Linked DNA regions of Rattus norvegicus: region 2 is linked to region 1. Evidence: chromatin contacts called from public Hi-C data. All regions are on one chromosome and are shown on one strand. Each heading gives the region's core, a stretch centred on a gene start, on an enhancer-like site or on the middle of the called end of the contact. The rest is flanking DNA. Distances are from core to core; before and after follow the strand shown. Region 1 overlaps Rft1 (RFT1 homolog). Region 2 holds the start of Nek4 (NIMA-related kinase 4).

The links. A called contact is a pair of places that touch in the nucleus more often than the background predicts.
Region 2: a Hi-C map of mammary epithelial cells shows a contact between it and region 1, with 1.9 times the contacts expected there. The contact joins the promoter of Nek4 here to the enhancer-like site in region 1. A contact is called at or near these places in 4 of 12 Hi-C or Micro-C datasets (the Rat2 cell line, Schwann cells, liver and 1 more).

What each region holds. Positions count from the first base shown.
Region 1 is chr16:5,850,360-5,854,657 of GRCr8, reverse strand. It overlaps Rft1 (RFT1 homolog), which reads right to left. Exons shown (of 13, transcript NM_001135866.1): 7 at 106-184. Among named protein-coding and RNA genes, the nearest start is that of Rft1, 19 kb to the right of the region's middle. Within about 2 kb of position 2,992, at least 7 of the 93 cell types and tissues checked have an H3K27ac peak or open chromatin away from gene starts, as enhancers often do.
Region 2 is chr16:6,149,679-6,154,364 of GRCr8, reverse strand. It overlaps Nek4 (NIMA-related kinase 4), which reads right to left and starts at 2,946. Exons shown (of 15, transcript NM_001013134.2): 1 at 2,716-2,946; 2 at 525-791. The coding sequence starts at 2,808.

The DNA.
Region 1 (4,298 bases), core at 1,743-4,242:
TGCTCTGGTGTCAGTCGGCGGTCCCATGTGCCAGCAGTCCTGTGGAATCCTTTTGCACCTTCTATGCTCTCCCAACTGCTCGGTGTGACCTTTCACTTTACTCACCTTCTGTCAAAATCTGTTTCAAGAATGACTGTTTGAAAAAGCTCCAAGTCAACCTAGCCTCGTTCCAATTGACAAAGGCCTAAAAGGAAAATAAAGCATGAGACAAAGTCTCCACATTGCAAAGCTACACCTGAGAGGCCACAGTTCCCGCTGAGCCTTCAGTCAGTGCTACCAACACAGACGACATCCAAAATAGCAGACAATCTATATGACAGCTGAAACATGGACCTTGACTGTTTCCTGAGGCCATGTGCTGAAAGCCTGGTCCTCAGTGGGCCCTGACTGGAAGGTGGCAGAGCCTTTTAGTGGTGCCCAGTGGAAAGGGCTCAGGCCACTAAGGGTGTGCTTTGAAGGGCACTGTGCAACCCCAGCCTGTTCCCTTCTTTCCCTTCCTAATCAGGAGGAAAACTTTTTTGCTCAGCCATGTACTTCTGCCACATGTGCTACCCTGACATGGGACCTAGAGCATCAGGACCAACTGATCATAGATGGAAACCACCAGATCCCAACTCATGGTTCTTCCCAACCCAATTTACCTAGACATGCCTGATGCTTCTGGTTCCTGCTGGGTTGATAATCAATATTGGCTTATTGTACCCTGGTTACACTATGTAACCCAGGCTGGCTCTATGAGCCTCTTATCTCGGCATGTTGAGATTACAGACATACAACACCATAGCTAGCTAATTAAAACATGTAGTGAGAATTGTGGTTTTCTTTAAAAACATAGAAATGTTATAGGAATGTGTTTGTTTTAATCCTAGGTGTGGGATATGGGCTGCTTTCGGTTGTCCACAGTGGCAGACTATGATTTGCCTCGTGCTCTGGCAGGGGTGTGATTTTGTCAGCTGCAGCTAGCTAGTTTCTGCAAGTATCTGACATTTGGAATGTGGGAGACTCTTGAGAAAGTATAAAATGCTAGATCCCTGAGAGGGGTAAGGCAGCTGCTATTTCTCCTGATGCTGCTGGTTGCTGGCTGGTGATATCTTGACAACAAATAGCAAAACTGTCCCGAGGAACTGACACCCCTAGTCAGCAGGAGGCATCTGACGACCCTGATGGTCCCCTTCCCCTCTAGCCTTCTTTCTCTCCTACCTAGTGCTGGGGTTGGAAGGAATGGGCTAGAGATAGGAACCCATAAAGAAGCTAAAAAGTCTGACTAGAAAGACAAAACAAAATGCTGTGCGTGCGTGCGTGGGTGCGTGGGTGCGTGCATTCGTGTGTGTGCGTGTGCGTGCGTGCATAATACGGGTGGATGAGTATGCATGCCACAGCATGTGTGTGGCGGTCAGGGGACATCTTTGTGGAGTCAGTTTTCTCCTCCTAAGTTTACATGGATTTCAGGGTTTGAATTCAGGTTACCAAGTTTGTTTGGCAAGAGCAACTTTACCAACCGAGCCACTTCATTTGCTAAAGATGACTTGAACACTCTATCCTCTTGCCCTCAGCTTCCAAGTCCACCATATCTGGTTCATATGGTGTTGGAAACTGAAATCAGGCAAAGGCCCTGACAGATGAGGTAGCCCTGTTCTTATTTTTAAGGTAGGGTCTGATATGGCCCATGTAGCCTTGAACCCAATCCATAGCTAAGCTGAGGATGACACTGAACTCCTGCCCCACCTACCAAGTGCTGGAATTATAGGCACACCATCACATCCTGCCTCCCGGTCTTAACTTAACTGGAAATACCACTTTTGCCGTGTGCTGACTGTAGGGAACTAAGGCAGCACTTGGAGTTATTTTTTCTGCTCTAACCTTTAATGGCAGTGTGTATTCTAACCTTGCTGTTGCCTCAACCCCAATTATTCCAAAATGCTCTACAGTCACAGGCGACGACGAGAGAGAACTCCAAGAGAACTCCAAGAACGCAGGGCTCCTCTCAGCCCTGACTCCTCTTCCCTTTTCTTACAGACAAGGAGAACACAGGCCTGAGTCCTCCCAGACTGCACTGCCCACAGGGAGCTGGTAAGCTCTGAGCAGGCACCAAGGCATCTCTAGCCCTAAAGGGGCACAGGAACTGAGTCACACCATGGTTTTTTTTTTGTTTTTTTTTTTTTTTTTGTTCTTTTTTTTTCCGGAGCTGGGGACCGAACCCAGGGCCTTGCACTTCCTAGGTAAGTGCTCTACCACTGAGCTAAATCTCCAGCCCCGAGTCACACCTGTTTAACACTGCCCAACCATCGCTTTTCTCCAGGACGAGAGCTGCCAGACAACACCACAAGAGGGCACTGTGGACCGCTAATCCTCAGAGTCTGCCCATGGGCAGCTCGGGGAAGTGAGGAGGAAGTGAGGAAGTCATCTTTCCCATCACCCCTGTTGTGGCACAGTGCTGTCCTCTGAGGGATCCATGCTGTAACTCCTGAGGTGTGTTCAGAGGAAATGAAAAGTTGAAGTTTGCCCATGGGGTCGTGTGTGTGTGTGTGTGTGTGTGTGTGTGTGTGTGTGTGTGTGTGTGTGTGTGTGTCCCACCAAGACAGAGTCTCACTTAGGTAGCCCAGGCTGGCTTCAAACACTTGCAGGCATCCTTCCTCTTCACGCTCTCAACTGCTGGGATTGGAGGTCTGAGCCAGTCGTCCAGACTCCATTTTGGAAGCCTGCTTGCCAGTAGGTAGTAATGTGTTTGAGGAAATAATTCAGCTTTCAGAGTAGAAAGTCCTTGGGAGAGTGACTAGTCTGGAAGCTTATAATCAAGGACTTCCTCTCCTAATGCTTCAGGGTCGATGGCCTGTGGCTCAGAAGGAATGGCTACACTGCTTAATACAGCTGAAGCACTCATTCAGAACACGTTTGCAGAAGTCCACTCTCGGCTCTGGTTCTCAGGCCACTGGGGGTAGAAAAGAAGAAGCAAATTCTGGGGACTTGTACCCTTGTACCTATCCAGAATAGACCTTGCTTGGCCTGGTGAAGGAGACTAGCTAACAACGCTGGGTTGGTCCAATTGCACTCTGTTCCTAAGCAGACATCCATGCTGGGCTAATGGACACACCGAGGCTTGGGAGGTGAAAGGTGATGGACAGGAACTGCAGGAAAGGCCAAGAACGAGAACCAGGCTCATCCTGCTGAGTCATTGCTCCCTTCCCAAACTTCTGTGACTCGGATGATCAGCTGTGTCCCTCCCACACTGGTAAGTCACCGGGAAGCGGAGGCCACAGCCCATCACCTCTACCACCTACAGCACTCCCCTCCCCACTTTCTCTTCTTACAGGCCACAGATGGCCTCAAACTTGCCTCCTGTTTTCACCCACCTCAGGACCATCCTTCTCACTTCGTACCTGCAGCGCTGCCAGCCTCCCGCAGAGATGTCGTACTCTTAACCTGTCTAGGGCAACCTTCACTGTAGATTGCGCTTTGGCATCAAGCTTAGAGTCTAGGGCTTATACTGCTTCTTGACTTAGCCCAAAGGCCACAGGCTAGACAGTTAACTTTGCTAAGGCTTGGTTTTGTCATCTGCAAAATGGGATTAAGTTCTACTTCACATTTAAGGTCAGGTAGGCATGGTGACACATGCCTGTAGTAAGAGCACTCAAGGCAGGAGGGACTAAGAGCCTAAGGCCAGCTACACAGTGAGACCCCCGTCTCAAAAAGAGAGAAACAAGTCCTATTTGATGGAGGTGGTAGGAGACTAAATGAGAGAAAAACAAGATACATGAAGCACCTTTACACGGCACCATTAGAAAAACCTTCAGATGTGTGTGACAGCCCACGCCTGTAACCCAGCACTCAGGAAGCTGGGTTACCTTAGACCCTGTTAGACTCTGGAAGAAGGAGAGCCCCCGTCTGCACTTGGATGCCCATCTGGTTCCAACAATAACTGCAGACCACAGTCACACAGAAGTCCCTGCTAAACTCAGTGGGACACAAAATAAAACAGAAAACTGTGGACCCTCCACAGCAGGCGCGTCCTTGGCGGAATCCATGCTGGACTGCTGTGGTGGGGAGCGTCCACTCAGTCAACCACACTGTGTCATTCAGTGTCCTCGGAGCGGACGCCCAGGGTGGACGGAGCATTCAGGGTTGGGACTGAGAATGTGGCCTTTGAGTCATGAAATGAGAAAGAGGTCTGTGGGAGGTGGCAGGGTAGATGAGGGTAGTAGGAAGCTGGGAGAGGGTGAGTCTTTGAGTAAAGGATTGTACGTGTGCGAAATTGTTGAAGAACAGATTTAACTTTAAAGATTAAAAATAGCAAATCCTTT
Region 2 (4,686 bases), core at 1,697-4,196, 300 kb before region 1:
TTGGGGGCTGAGGGAGTGGCTCTGTCAATAAAGTGCTCACTGTGTAAGCTTGAGGACTTGAACTTGGATCCCCAGCACCCATGTTACATAGAAAGGGTTATTGTGACCGAGGGAGGCAGAGGACACAGAAGCAGACTCTGAGCCATGTCTGCCTTGCACATAAACCAGCACCAGGAAGAAAGAGACGACTGACACTGTGAACTTAATGTCTGTCTAAGCACCCTGACAGGAGCGCCACACCAGTGTCCCCCCTAATGAATCCTAAATAACCAGGGCGCTGTGACACTGGGACACCGCCTGGCTGCCCGTGTGAAAACACCTCTCATAGAAGCAGCCCTAAAAATATTACTGTACAAACAATTTCTCTCTTCATTCTTGTACCTCAGGATATTTAGTAAATTCTACTTCTAACTTTGTGTTGGTGAGATCGTTCACAGCCAATGGAGTCATCCCTGGCCCAGGAAAATACACTTGCCAGCCTCCTGCTGCACTGGAGCCCACAGGAGACATGGGTGTGACAGTACCTGCAAGGCCATGGCGATCTGGACAAACCACTCCACCACCTGACTCTCAGGCAGAAGCTGCCCCTTCTGCTCCTTGAGCTTCCGGTACAGATCGCCTCCTTCGCAGAAGCCCATGACGATGTAGAGCAGACCGTCTCCGCCCTCCCATGACTCTTTGTAGGTGACAATGTTGGGGTGCTTCAACTGAGACAGGAGCTGAGCCTCCTGCTCTGCCGCTCGACGCTCCCGGCTGGAGGCATTCCGGAGGTTCAGCTTTTTGATGACATACTAGCAAAGGAAATGCAAACTTTCACGAGGTGTAAGAAAACTGAATCTCGGGGTTCAGAAGTAGCTAAGAGTTCTTGTGAATGCCCAGCCTTCAAAAACCAACCTTCTGGGGTCTATCAGATAACCTATTGAGACTTGTTTTCAAAAGGCGTAAAATTACCAGTACAATGCACAGAAGACGAGGCAGCGAGATGATCAAAAAGCATAAACTTAGCCAGGTGGTGCTGGTGAGTGCGTGAATATAATCCCAGCACTCGAGAGGCGGAGGCAGGCAAATCTCTGAGTTTGAGGCCAGCCTGGTCTACTGAGCAAGGTCCAGGACAGCCAGGACTACACAGAGAAACCCTATCTCGAACAATCAGATCAAATCAAATCAAAACAAAACAGCATAAAACTGGGGGTAATACTTGCTATTGACAATTACGCTTTTGTTCCGTGCCAGCGTTAAACAGGGCCTGGCACACGTTAGACAAGTACTCTACTACTTACGTCCGCCAGACGAGCCCACCCCAGGTCATAGCTGAACAAGTCACCCTTCCCTTTGCAGTTTACTACTTCTTGACTCTGCAATCCCAACCATTCTGAAGGTTGGGGCAGAAGGGTGACTTAGGCCCAGAATTTTGAAGACAAACAAACATAGTGATATGCTATCTCAAAAAAAAAAATTACTAATGACTAAAAAGTGAACCTAACATACTATTAGACCAACTAAAAAGAAAGTCCTTAACATCTAAATTCTCCCTATCAATAAGCATTAAGATATAGCTTAAATGTGCATCTGTGAACGGAATGAGATGCATTAGATACTCATGGCCCCAATAAAGTTAAAGTATCAGTGGCCCTCCACATAGGACCAATCCCATTAAAAATAAAATCCTTTGCAATCTAATATACTGCTCTCAAGCATCTCAAAGATCACATACTCACTCCTTCAATAAACACACATAGAAATGTGTTTCCTGAAGTGCAAACTACTACTCAAAATTATTGTTATAGCTAAACTCTCACTCTTAGCACAAATGTCCCACAGTTCCCCGGGGTGCCTACTCAATCAACCTATGTGAAAGCTTGTGTTCTAGGCAGAGAATTTAGCATATGTCCCGAGGAAGAGTAGGAGAGTGGGTCTTATACTTAAGGGGTGTGTACTCTCTCAGCTTGTTGTTATCACTGTCTGGGTAGAACTCTGAGATATCGCTTATCAGCTTTATAATTGTCCCTGCTCTTGCAAAGCATTCTATGGCCACTCTGAGAGCAAAGCATCCTGAAAAACTGGTTCATTAGCCTTTAGGTGATGGCAGAAAGTACTTTACACAAAGCAGTAATGCCAGATTTTAGTTTAAGAAAGACCCCTGCGGCCGAAGTGACAGGTTAGAGAAAAGAAAGCAGGTAACAGGAACTAGTTGGGAAGGAGTGGGCATTTAGCTACAAAGACTGGTGGCCTGTATTGGGGTGTTACCAACAGAGATGAAGATGCCGGTTTGACCTAGTAGTGGCGGGAATATAATCAGCGTTGGAGACATTACAGATAATTGTCTCGAGTCCAGCTTCGGAAACTGCACGGCTGGTCAAGCTACTCACTGAAGTAGGGACCGTGAGAAAGTGCTGGCGAGAAGGTGATGAGTTTTTAAGCAGCCCAAGTTGCACAAGAGACAGGGCTTATCAGGTGGCACTGATTTAGGCCTTGGGAACACATGGCCCCTGTTCTCAAGAAACTTTCAGGTGACAGGTTTGTAGATAAAGTACACTAATTAATTCTAAAGAATAGACAAAGTTTGGGGCTCCTATTATAGGGGAAGTTGGGAAGCTGACCTCGTATGCGAGGTGAGTCCCTGCCCACCATTCCGGGCCTAGTAGAATTGAGGACGCCCTCGCAGTACCCATACCCCTTCCCTCATCGCCCCTGGCCAGGTCCCAAGTCCCCGACCTGCTTGCCGTCCCGCCGATGCTTCACGAGCGTCACCTCCCCGTAACTACCCCTGCCCACGACCCGCAAGTAACAGTATGCGGCTTGGGGCATGTTCCCGAAGGAGGCCTACAGTCGGGAAGCTGCGGTAGCGGCGCATAAGGCAGCGGGAGGCCCCGCTCATGCCCGACTGGAAGTGAAGTCGTCCATAATCGCGGCCCACCCGGTGTAGGAGCTTCCAGGCCCGGCCCACCCGGACGCCGCTACCATAGCGATACAGGCGGGGTAGTCCTGCGCATGCGCAGAGTCGGAAGACGCGCCATAGAGCCGACCTAGACGCGGCGGCCAGAGCGGCTCCTGGTGCTTGAGGGGGCGGGGAAGGGGATGACCAACCATCGATGCGTCACTGAAGCGGCCAGAGCGGTCCCGGAGGACCTGCCATAGAGCGTCGCTCCTGGGAGGCCAGAGTGACTCCCGAGCCGCACTTCTACGCTTTGGTTCTGCACTTGCTCGATGACTCCTTGCTGGTTTCAAGCCTGTTACGAATATGGTTCATTCGTTCTACAAACATTAGCCGTTTCTGTGCTTGACTCACATTCAGTTGAAAAAGTGGACAACTCTAGATTTCACCAATGTTTGCTCTGTTTTGTCGCATGCCAGTATTCGGCCTGCGTTTTTGATGCTTTGTAAAGTGCAGTGAAGACATCAGTACACTTCATCCCTAAAAGTTTCAGCGTGCTTTACTGAGACTTGCAAAGATCTCTCACAGAATGATTGCCAAACCACCATCCTGAAAGACTTCACAGAGCTTCATGCTACTTCCACGGAGCATCAAAAAAAATTTTGATTCCCATTTTGTGTGGGAAGATACAATCCCATCTTTTATAATAGTCAACTAGCAAATATAGCTGGTGGAATTGCTTTTACAATAACCAACTATTACTTATGATGGTGGTGGTGATGATGATGATGATGATGATGTTACTGTTGTTGAGATAAGATCTACCTATCTCTTGTGTGTAATTGGAAATTTTCAGTTTGCCAAGGAGCCTCGGTGCTCACTTCTCTATTTCCCTTCATCATTTGTTGGTGTGTGTGTGTGTGTATTTATAAAAGAGGTCTCACTATGTCAGCACATATAGCCCAGAGTTCTAGAGAGATCAGCCTGCCTCTGCCTTCTGTAAGTAACATAATATTTGCATTAACGTAGGGGTATGGAATAGAACTCTAGGGAAAGGGGGAAATGTCACAGGATAACAAATGGCAAGCCACAGAATGGGGAGAATATTTGGGAAGCCATGCAGGAGAGGAAGATCTTTAAGTTTTACTTATCCATTTGCTTTTGCGTAGCAGGTAATGGAAATGGTGTCTCTTCTACAGCATGCAGATAAGGCTCAACAACTTGGAATGATGGCAGGCATGAAAGGGAAGAAGCTGGCTCTGCCTTCTGAGTGTGGAATTACAGGTGTGTGCCTCCATGCCCAGCCCTCATTCTCGCTTTAAAAGACCCAGTTACCTCTGCCCAGTTGAATGAAGCTCAGCTTTGCCTGCTACTACTGTCAATAGTTACTAGACAACGGTCTGCCCCCTCAGCTCTAGCAAATGCTTGCCTTTGCTTATCTTTAGCAATATCACTAACTAGAATTCAATATTCATTTATGGTTCCCTTTGTTTGGTTTTCTTATGGAGAGGAAATTGTCATTCCGAAGAAATGTACCAAACCTAAATGTGTAACTAGATCATTTTGGCAGATGCAGTCACTCAAATATATTAAGATATAGACCAAAGGATATGGAGAAATTAGGACCCTGTGCATTGCTGATGAGAACGGGAAATGGCTCAGCTTGTGTGGAAATTGGTATCAAGCTCCTTGAAAAAATTACACATGTAATCAAACCATTTTACCTCAGGATACATACACCAAAAATAAATACATAAATAAGTGCATACAATAAGAACAGGGAGTCAAACAGATATTTGTACATCTGTGAT